Regions from separate parts of the Sus scrofa genome. Here region 2 is linked to region 1. A link is a contact called in public promoter capture Hi-C data. All regions are on one chromosome and are shown on one strand. The core of a region is the stretch at or near the end of the contact, and the rest is flanking DNA. Distances in the headings are between cores, read along the strand shown. Region 1 overlaps CHSY1 (chondroitin sulfate synthase 1). Region 2 holds the start of CHSY1 (chondroitin sulfate synthase 1).

Region 1 (5,343 bases), core at 1,787-4,286:
TTCTATTAAACAGGTCCCTATTAATAATTGGTCATCGTTTCACCATCTTTATTCTTCAAGCTTAACTACCTCTCCACAATTTCAGAACACGTCAACTGCTATTTGTAAATTGCCTTTTTAAAGTATAAAAAAAGAAAAGAAAAAAAACCAAACCAACACCTAAATTGAGTCAACTTGTCCCATGGTGAGTGCTGCCAGCGGTCACAAATGCCCTGGCCCTTCCCTGCAGACTTGGCTGCTAAGTCCCCAGATCCCCTCCCAGGCCTGCCACTTCTTCCCTCCTTGGCAGGCTGGGGAGGCTGAGAGCTTGTCAGAGCAGCCTCTGAAGTTTCTAAAGCTCATGGAATGCAGTGTGACCCATCACATTAGCTGGGATTGAAAACTGCAGTGCAGTCAGAGGGCTGAGGCTTGTCTCCAGCTGTGGTGATGGCTCTGGCCCCTGTGCTACTGGCCTGATCATTTCTAACCTGTCCTTGTCACTGCTGGGAGGGTATGAAGGCAGCCTCCAGGAAAGGTGGAAGGTGACAGCTTTCCTTTCCATCTGATTAGCCTGGCGTCTGAGAACACATCCCTCCAATAAAGAGAGAAGGGCAGCCCCTACCAGGCTGGGCCCCAGAACTGCCAGGGAACGCCTGTCTGTGTTTCTCCCCTGTCTGCCATGCTGGTGCTTCAGCCTCTTGTCACTTCTCCATCTAGTGACTCATAGCTACAGCACTCCCAAGATTTAGCTCCTTTGCCTTGGTGCCTCTGCCCGCTCTTCCTGCTGGAAGAGGAGCCCATTCCTTCACCCATTAAGCAGCAGACAAACCCCTAAAGACCCCAGGGAGCCAGGCAGGAATTACTAACCAGTGTCCTCCCCATTTGGGGCAGCTTTCTTATGCAGTCCTTTCTAGCCTATTCGTTTGTCCCCCATCTGTTCCTCCTTCCTGCCAGGGTGCCTTCACGGTGGTGTTCATGGAAAGGGCTCAGGCAGAGTTGTGGTGGGCAGCCCTTTCTCAGGCTCCCTTCCCCAACACCAGCTTCATGATATCCTTTAGAGTGGCCTTGCCAGGGACGTGCATCAGAGTACCAGATGGTTCTGGCATGTGCTCCGAGTGGAGAATTCCTGCTCTGTGGGAGAATTCAGGATTCATCCTCCGTCTCCTGTCAAACCCTCCCCACCTCCCACACCTGTGGCCGCACTTCGGGAGACCCTCTGCAGGAGAGCTGGGACACAGGCAGTGGGGTGTCATGTGACCATTCCCAGGTGCTGGGGCCCACAGATGAGGGCTCTGGAAAGGACCACGTCCCAGGTGAATAGGAGCTACCCAGGAGGCCCGCCAAGCCAGGAGATCCTCCTGTGTGGAGAGGGGGAGGCTGCTTACCAGAAATTGGTGGGTGGAGGTGGCCAGAATGCAAAGAGACCTGAGGGGGTTAGAACTGACCAGGACCCTTGCTGTCAGGCTGCAGAAGAGGGGGCCTGTTGGAAAGACTGGGGCTGCCTTGTCCAGTTGGGTCACTGGTTTGGGGGTGGAGGCAAGGGCGGGCAGGCATCCTTGTCAGACAGTGCCTGTTTTTATTGTCCTGGATAGCAGTCTTTGAATGATCCCCCGCATCTTGTTTGTATTTTTCATTTGCCCTGAATTGTAACTCTGGAAAGGACTTTTTATTTCAGCTTCCTTACTTCCCTGTTAAACTGAGACTTTTTTAAGGACACATAGCCTGTGAGAAGCAGCAGGCCTCAGCGTCTCTCCCCTTTGCAGCATATTTACCAGTCAAGTTGGATGTTAGAACACAGCAAACCCTAATAATTTTCAATGGCTGGTAATTTTGGGAGGGGCTCAGAATTTATTTTTTACCTTGAAACTCAGGACAATGAAAATTTTTAAAACTTCTGCAAGTAAATTGGCTGATGAAATGACTACCGATGGCAATGACATTTTGTCTTACTCGGTCTAGATTGTCACCTGAACAATGATGAGTGTTTGAAATTAAGTTTTTACTTCATGCTGTAGTGTAGTGGGTAACTATGCAGCTATGCCTGGCGTATATATTCAAACGATATTCAGTATATGAAATCAATTGTGTGAATGAAGTCACTTTTTGTTTCATCTTATTCAGAATGATTCTTTCAAGAGCTTTTGTGACTCATTCATACCCAGTTGCTGATGTAGCTCTCATGTTGGTTAGAAACAGAGATAAAATGAACATAACCCTGCTGTTCCTGGTCTTTGAGGGTTCTATTTTGGGGAGTACTGTGTCCGTTTTTAGTCTCTTGAAACTGCCTTTTATGCACAAAACCAGTGTAGAATAAATGGATACCACAAAGTATAAGGCATGCAGAATTTGATGTGCTGTGTTTTCTGCTTCTGGTGGTTATTACTTTCAGGTTTTTAACTCAGCTTGAATCAAATGTGGATTTTTTTTCTTTCTTTCTTTTTTTTTTTTTTTTTTTTTGGCTGCATCTACGGCCTGTGGAAGTTCCCAGGCTAGGGATTGAACCTGCACCACAGCAGCAACCTGAGCTGCTGCAGTGACAACACTGGAACCATAACTCACCACACCACAAGAGAATTTTAAGTGGCTTATCTGAAATTTTAATTTTGAAATTACTTTTTCTGAAGGTGCTGTGTTAGCGTTGAGAAGGTAGGAAGCTACCAGCATGGGACTTGCCAGATGTAACAGGTGGTGGTGTGGGGCTCACCCTGGCACTGCAGAATTGGGGGTCAGGAACAGAGAACAAGAAGACATGGGCTGTGGACGAGTTGAGCCATGGTGGGGGTGGGACGGAAACCACAGTGGGGAGTGTTTTCTTGGGCAAAGTCTGTGCATGTCTGGCTGGGTCCAGTGAGCGGAGACTCTGTGATGGTTAGTATATGGCTTTAGATCAGGGGTGAGTGGGCTTCTTCTGTCAAGGACCAGACAGTAAATATTTTAGGCTTTGTGGGCTCTTTCATAAGGGCTCTGTCCCAACCAAAGCAGCCAGAGACAGCAGCTCCACAAATGAGCATGGCAGTATTCCAGCAGAACTTTCACAGGCAGAAAGCCAATTTCGGATTTCAGCCCGTGGGCCATGGTTTGCTGACCTCTGCTCTAGTTACAGACACGAGTGTTTTAGATCTTGGCTCTACTGTTACTGTTTCCTTGTCAATTTAGCCAGTTTCTTGAAGCTCTTTTTGTATCTTTTATTAAATGGGAATAATCCCCAGAGCCGGCATGAGATTACATGAAATATGTAAAAAGCTGTTCAGAAAATAGTTGCAGTTGTAATTTTTGTGAGGTGTCATCCTGCAGAGTGCGTGTTAATTACAGTTACCTCATTGCCTCACATGTTTAATATAGGAGGCAGATTTAGGACTTACATAATTTACAAGAGGGCTAAACACTGTAACAGTTGTTCCTCTGAGGAACACAGTGGGGATAGACAGTAGTTAATTTCTCTCTTGAGTGACAGTCTAGAACAGGTGTATATTCCAGGATGGTAGATGGTGGCGGAGACATTGCTTTTCTTTCTCTGCTTTGCCTATTGCCTCATCCAGAGCCACATGGTCATGGTGCTCCAGCTGTAGCCATAGGAGGGGACCAGAGCCTGGAGAGACAGATCTAGGCCTTGAGGAGACACCACCTGGCATGGCAGCATATTGCTTCCACTCCCAACCCTGGGGAGAACTTCGGTGTGTGGTCACACCTGACTGGATGGGGAGGGCAGGCAGCCAAAGCCAGGCCCAGTCTCCCCTGAGAGGGAGGACAGATCCTGGCCATCAAGTCTGTGCCACATGACCCAAAGAAATCTTTACCTCCTGTAGTGAATCCAGAGCAGTCTTTTCTCTTTGGGCAGTTGGGTTTTGTTTCTCAGGTTGCAAGTGTAAGGCTTCTGGATATCACTTTCAGAAATCATGAAATCATGGCCGTGTCCCAGGGTCAGATATTGAAGACGTACAGTTGTGCAATGCCATTTTTCAGGTTAAAAAGCTCCTAATATGACATCCAAATAGGAAAGAAGTTTCTGCCAAGCATTTCCACTGGCAAGAGTCATTGCTTAGAGAGTTCCTGTTGTGGCGCAGTGGAAACAAATCTGACTAGTATCCAGGAGGATGCAGGTTCGATCCCTGGACTTACTCAGTTAGTCAGGGATGCTGTATTGCGGTGAGCTGTGGTATAGGTTGCAGACATGGCTCAGATCCCACATTGCTGTGGCTGTGGTATAGGCCAGCAGCTGTAGCTCTGATTCGACCTCTAGTCTGGGGAACTTCTGCAGGTGCAGCCCTTAAAAAAAAAAAAAAAAAGAATCACTGCCTGTTAGGAACTGGTTGTCAGTATATTATAGTTGCATCAGAGAACCAAACTTGGGTCCACTCACTCATACCCAGGAAAGCCAATCTACTGACATCTGGCTGTGGTGAAAGAAAGTGCAGCGTTTATTCACAGGGCACCAAGCAAGGAGAGCAGACAGTTCGACTCTAAAGACCCAAACTTTTCAATGGCTTGTGGGGAAGAGCTTTTAAAGGCAGTGTTTAGGATGTGGTTCTGCAGGGGGCATGAACTTCTTCTATGGGTTGGTAGTGAGTTTACATGGGGAGGGGTCTCTGGAGTCTTAATCTTGAACCTTCTGATTCCAGCTAGTCCGGGGGCTACATGCTTGTGGTCAGGAGTAGTCAGCATCCTCCACCTGGGTGGAGGCCTTAGTTTCTGCAGAACAACTCGGGAGATTTGCGTTGGATTGTTAGGTATGTCGCTAAAGAGAAACTAGGTCTCTGTGTTATTGCTGTTGTTCAAGCTATCTTTGCTTTTCTTGTGGGATTGCTTTTCCTTTGTTTCTGCAGTCTCTCACTCTCCTAATTAGTGACTTTTGAATCTGCTCTTTGGAACTCAGGGAAGGCCTCCGAGACCTTTTCTCTACGAGACCTTTTCTCTACGAACAGGGCCAGGGAGAGACAGAGGGGTTTTTGTACTAGGGAGAGCCCCACAGGGTCCTGCTTGGTTTCAGTCCTCACTTTCTGTGATTCTTCTTAGTCCTAAAGGGAACAGGGACAGGACAAGAAAGGAACGCAGTTTTGGTTAGAAAGGTTAATGCTAAAATTGGGAACTCAGTTCTAGGGGGGTCAGTTTTGTTTGTAGTTTTGGTTTTATGTTTGATGTATGATGCTCTGATAATTTAACTTTATATAAATGCCATAACTTAGGATGTCCTTAGATACCTCACCTGAATTTTTTTGCTCGTGGAAAGTCATTCTGGCTATATTAGTAGGATAGAATATAAGGACTTTGGAATGGTCTCAAAATATAGTATGAAACTAGCAAATCAGTCCAGATGGGAAAGTATCTCGTGGAGTGTCTCCTTTTAAATTTGTGTTTTGTGGCTTT
Region 2 (5,343 bases), core at 1,413-3,912, 48 kb before region 1:
AGATCCTTGCTGGTACTGGTTGTGTCAGGTCCCCTGGCTCTGGTCTTTTGCCTCTAGCTGTGAAATTCTCCCCCCTCTCCCCCATCTAGGAGAGCTCTGCTCCAGGCCTCTGAGGGGGGCCCTGCAGGGATACTTGTAGACCCCTCCCCAGGAGGACTGCCTGGGTCAGACCATCCAGCTGTGCAGGAGCTGCCCCTGCCCAACTTCTCCAGGATCCTGCCCTCCCCCTTTGCCCCCTCTTCCCTGGCCTGGCATCTCCTGCTTTTCCTGGGAGGACTTCACCTGTGTCATATTCTCCTTGACCTTGGTGCTTTAAACCTTCAGGCCTAGGCTTTGGGGAGAACAGTACCCTCTCTAGAGTACAAGAGAAGCAGCCCAATTGAGTCTGCAGGTGCGCAGGTGAGGCTGCTGACCTAGGAACTGAGGAGTCTGGAAACGGAGGAGGACAAAACATTTGTCATCACATGTTAATGTACTTTGCGTCAGGTTTTAGTCTAGATGAGGATATAGGGACGTTTAAAGCAGATTAGAAAATACTGAAATTTTGACACACAACAGAACATCTGTATCTTGCCAGCCTTTGTGCTCTGTGGAGATCATTATGAATTATGGGGCTGCTGCTGAATTTGGGGGATCTTGTGACTACTCGGTATTTGTGGCTTATGGTCTTACTGGAAACCCCTATGGATGGTTTTTGAGTCTGTAATTCATGGTTATGTGTTCTGTATTTTTCTCAAGACCACTGTTGGAATCCTGTATTGGCAGCATAATGAGTATTTTATTTTTAGATGTGGATCACCTCTTAGGGAGGGAGTCTGTGGGAAGGTGGGTAATGAACTATTTCTGACATAAATTACAAGTGCCAAAGAAAGTGGTAAAATCCAAAGAATAAACAAGAGTGACCACCATTCAATGGCAGAGATGGTATCTATACCTCCCACAAGGTGGCACTTTAAATTGTGTAATATTTCAATCATTTGGTCATCTTAGCAGTGAAGAAAGATCCAAGATTTACCCCAAACATGCTTATTTTCTGTCCCTAATTCCTAGGTTCATTTGATTAAATGAAGGGAGGTCGTCATGGCCAGGAAAATACTTTACTCTTTGGGAGTTTCATTTAAAAAGAAAGAAAGCCCAATACACTGGCAACTAAAGTAATAAGACTAATGTTTACACAAACACTTGTTGTATGGGTACTTTCTCAGCTTTTGTTACTTTAGCTGAGTTTTTTTTTTTTTTTTTGAGAAAATGCATCAAATTTAAAATCTATCACAGAGAATCCGGTTCTACAACCGATTCTAAACCTGTCTTTAGAAATCCACGGAGCTCTTATGGACGAACTATGTTAAAATATTGACAAAGATTCAGAGTAGGGATACTAGGTGACGAGGGATATTAGCTGACTACCTGTCTTCATAGAATGTGAATTAAAAGAGTATTAACATCACCTACTATTTTTTCAACATTCATTAAATGCTAGTACTGTTAGGAGCTTGGACACTAAGGATAGTCTTTTTTTTTTTTTTTTTTTAGCTTAGAAACCAGTGGCCTGGAACAAGGTGACTGAATTCACGTCTACTCTCCTAGCGTGCACGTCTCAAACGGCTCCTGAACTGTTGATTCTATACGTGCTCGCTCTGGCCCACTGGGCGGCGGGAACAAAGATGCAGTGTGAACCGGAGAAACGCGGGAAGGTAGCCGGTGGGGTCCGCCCGGCTGAAGGCAGGGTTTACCCGAGGACAGCCTATGCGGGAGGAGCAAGTGGTCGCGGAGAGTTTGGGGACCGAGAAGCCCCTTCTTAAACATCCCGCCTAAGATGCAGGTTACCGATGCATCTAGCAGAACCAAGACGCCTTCATGCCGCTGCTGTAGCCGCCGCCAGGAGTCCGAGCACCGGCCGGAGGGGGCGGGGTCTCCATACGGATAACGGGCTGCAAGGCGCCGCGGTCCGTGTCCCCGCCGGCGCCGAGCGCCTTAGAACTCGCGGGCGGGGCGGGACGAGGTGGGGCGCCCGCCGGGAGGGTTTTTTTTTTTTTTGTCAAACTTTGGCCACGGGAACCACCCCCCATTCACTTTTGCGCCAATCGGGCGGCGAGGACGGATCCCGAGAGGGGCCAGGCTCCGCCGCCGCCGGGGCCGCTTCAAAACGCGCCGTGCGTGACGTGAGGGCTCCTGTTGCAATGGCGAGCTAAGCCGGAGGATGTGCAGCGGCGGCAGCGGCGCCGGCCACGAAGAGGACGGAGGCGGGCGCAGCGCCAGCGGAGTCAAGCCAGCCAGGGGACGCAGGCAGGGCGAGACGGGGGCCCGGACTCGACTGCCACTGCCGTGGCCGTCGCACTGGCCCCGCGCCCCCGCGCGCGAGCGGGAGGAGCCGCCGCCGTCTCGCGCGGGAGACGCTGCCGGCGCACGCCGGGCATGGTCCCCTCTTAAAGACGCAGGCCTCGGCGGGCGGGGTGGGCGTGCGGAACAAAGCACCGGCGTGGGGCCTGCGTGCGGCTCGGGGGCCGCGATGGGCGCGGCGGGCCCGCGGCGGCCGCGGCGCTGCCCGGGCCGGGCCTCGCGGCGCTAGGGCGGGCTGGCCTCCGCGGGCGGGGGCGGCAGGCTGAGGACTCGCGGAGCCTGCAGAGGCGGCGGCGGCCCGGCGGGCTGAGCGGCGCGGGCATGGCCGCGCGCGGCCGGCGCGCCTGGCTCAGCGTGCTGCTCGGGCTCGTGCTGGGCTTCGTGCTGGCCTCGCGGCTAGTCCTGCCCCGCGCCTCTGAGCTGAAGCGAGCGGGCCCGCGGCGCCGAGCCAGTCCCGAGGGCTGCCGGCCCGGCCAAGCGGCCGCGGCTTCCCAGGCCGGTGGGGCGCGAGGCGATGAGCGGGGGGCGCAGCTCTGGCCGCACGGCCCGGCAGCGGATGGCGGCCAGCGCGACAGGAACTTTCTCTTCGTGGGAGTCATGACCGCCCAGAAATACCTGCAGACCCGCGCGGTGGCTGCCTACAGGTGAGCCCCTGCTCCCCGGGCACCGCCCCCTGCATCCAGCATCCCAGCAAACTGCCATGCGTGTCTGCCCTTGGCTTGTGCCTATGAGGGCTTCCCAAAGCCAAGGCTTCCTGAGCTCCTGTGGGATCGGGGTGCCCCTTGGGCGATGTTGGGCATTGGCAGCAGAGGTCGGAGACGGGATGGTGAGCGCAGCGCTCAAGAGCAAGGGCTTTTGGGGTCAGATATACCAGGGTGGCCCCTCTGGGTGTGGTCCTCGCCCTGACTTTCTGTGAGGCGCTAAAGCTTTCCTTGTCCAGATATTCACTCTCCTTTGTTCAATGAGCCTGACTGAACATTTCCCTCCTAAGGTTGTTGGGAAAACTTGGCACAGTATCTCTGATAGTGGTGGCAGTGGGGATTATTACTTGAGTCTCTGAAATCTCCATCTTTCGCCTTGCAGAACTAGAGCCAATCTAAATTAATCTGGTTAGAACCCTTCCACATGTAGATTTCACCGTTGGAATCGTTCCTGTAAATGAGGGGAGTGCCCTCTGCACACTCAACCCCACCGGGGTCTGTTGAGCAATTGGAAAGAGAATATTTGGGAAAAGCAGTTCCTGGTCCATGGTAAATTTGGTGTTAACTAGCCCAGTTTGGTGATGTGTGTGTTAGCCAGTATCTGGGCTCTAGTTGGCCATATGAGTCATAAAAGTGGTTGGAATCATGTTCAGGATTAACAAAGGGATTAGCCAAAGTAATCTTTAGAAGAGAGAAAGAGAGAGGATTTGGAATAGCAGATTTGTATTGGAATGAATTTGAGGGAGAAGAAGGATGTAGGTTCAGTAAACGGATTTAATGGAAACCTCATATGTGTGAAATATAGAAATGCTTCCTGTGGGATAAGATTTGGGATCCAGCCATAGAACAGACCAGTGCAGGAGATCCTCTGGGAATGGCCTCTTGCTCAGTCATTGCTGAGCAAGGCCAAGCTGGTTGCTGTCGGTTCTTAATTTATAACCAGTATCTCTATAACTTAAGCGTTTAAATCTAGTTCCTGTCTAAATTTTCAGGCGTCGGATGCTGTGGGTGGAAAAGCATATATGGATTTCCATTCCTCTTAAGGAAGTAAAGGATTGAAAAGGAAGATGAAAGACTGTCTGTCCTTTCAGTGCATTGGTTCCCCATTCTTGCCTGTGTGTTTCCATTAGGATTTTTTTTTTTTTCCTTTTTTTTGGCTGTACCTGCAGTATATAGAAGTTCTGGGGTCAGGGATTGGATTCTAGTTACAGCTGCAGAAACGCTGGGTCCTTTAACCCACTGTGCCAGGCTGGTGATCGAACTGAGCCTCCATGGTGACCCAGGCCACTGCAGTCAGATTCTTAATCCACTGCGCCACAGCAGGAACCTTCTTCCATTAGGATCTTAAGTGCAGAGCCTGTGTTCTGTCAGGAAGGGTCCTGAGTGCCTGAAAAGGTAGCATAATTTTGACCAAGATCAAGATTTGAGACCCCGAAGATCAAAGTTTCCTCCCCGATGTATTGAGAATTTACTTGGAATTTTATACGAATTGTGCTTTTTGAAAGAAGAGCTTCTACATCAGAAATTGAGAATGAACTATATAAATTGTTTACAGCATGACTTTGAAAGTAAATCTCCATGATTGTAATTTGGTGACAAGTCCTTTGAAATTACAACTTTGGGACAGTTACCAAAGTAGTTTGTTCAAATAGTAGATGGCATGATTCCCTGCCCCCCAAACAATACATTTTCATAGATACAAAATCAATATATACAAACCATCAGGGGTCCTGGTACACTAGCAGTGCTCAGAAGATATGCTGCAAACTGGACCTAAAACTCGGAGATGATTTTTTCCCAAAACCCATGCTTGAGGCCCTAATCTTGCTTGAGGCCTTTATCTTGCTATTTCTACAATGGGCTTACGGCTGTACTCCTGGTCTTCTTTCCAAATCTACATCCTTTTTGGATGTAGGATTTTATCTCATTGTTTAATTTCTTTAAGGCAGTTAAGGAAGAGTAGAAACACAATTGGCCCTCTGGCCCTTCTTTGTGACAACTCTGCCTTTTTGATAAAACCTTTGCTAGGAAATGCTGTGTCCTACTTAGTAATTCTGTAGACTTTCCTGAGTACCTTTCTTTCTATCCCTCTGATCTTAATCAGTCACATTCGTTGGTGCCTGGGGGTGGACCTGCCCTGCTGGTTAAGGTCCTGTGCTTCTCAGCCTGTCAACCCTGTGTTTAGACCGGCTGCAAGAGTGGCACAGGACGATTTTAGCCTTAAGGAACTCTAGAGGAAGGCCAGAATTGGCATAGAGTTTATAGGAGGTAACTTATCATTATGGCTTTGCTCTGCTTTGCA

The links. Promoter capture Hi-C pulls out the DNA fragments that hold promoters and counts their contacts.
Region 2: a contact with region 1 is called in a promoter capture Hi-C map of liver, with 7 times the contacts expected there. The contact joins the promoter of CHSY1 here to the enhancer-like site in region 1. A contact is called at or near these places in 1 of 5 promoter capture datasets (liver), 7 of 47 Hi-C or Micro-C datasets (embryonic fibroblasts, fibroblasts, liver and 1 more) and 2 of 2 datasets of contacts at active chromatin or transcription factors (alveolar macrophages and skeletal muscle).

The regions. Positions count from the first base shown.
Region 1 is chr1:139,754,109-139,759,451 of Sscrofa11.1, reverse strand. All of the region lies in intron 2 of CHSY1 (chondroitin sulfate synthase 1), which reads left to right. Among named protein-coding and RNA genes, the nearest start is that of CHSY1, 48 kb to the left of the region's middle. Within about 2 kb of position 3,036, at least 15 of the 83 cell types and tissues checked have an H3K27ac peak or open chromatin away from gene starts, as enhancers often do. A contact at or near this core is called in liver and skeletal muscle, where this site is marked.
Region 2 is chr1:139,801,777-139,807,119 of Sscrofa11.1, reverse strand. It overlaps CHSY1 (chondroitin sulfate synthase 1), which reads left to right and starts at 2,662. Exons shown (of 3, transcript NM_001244442.2): 1 at 2,662-2,984. The coding sequence starts at 2,662.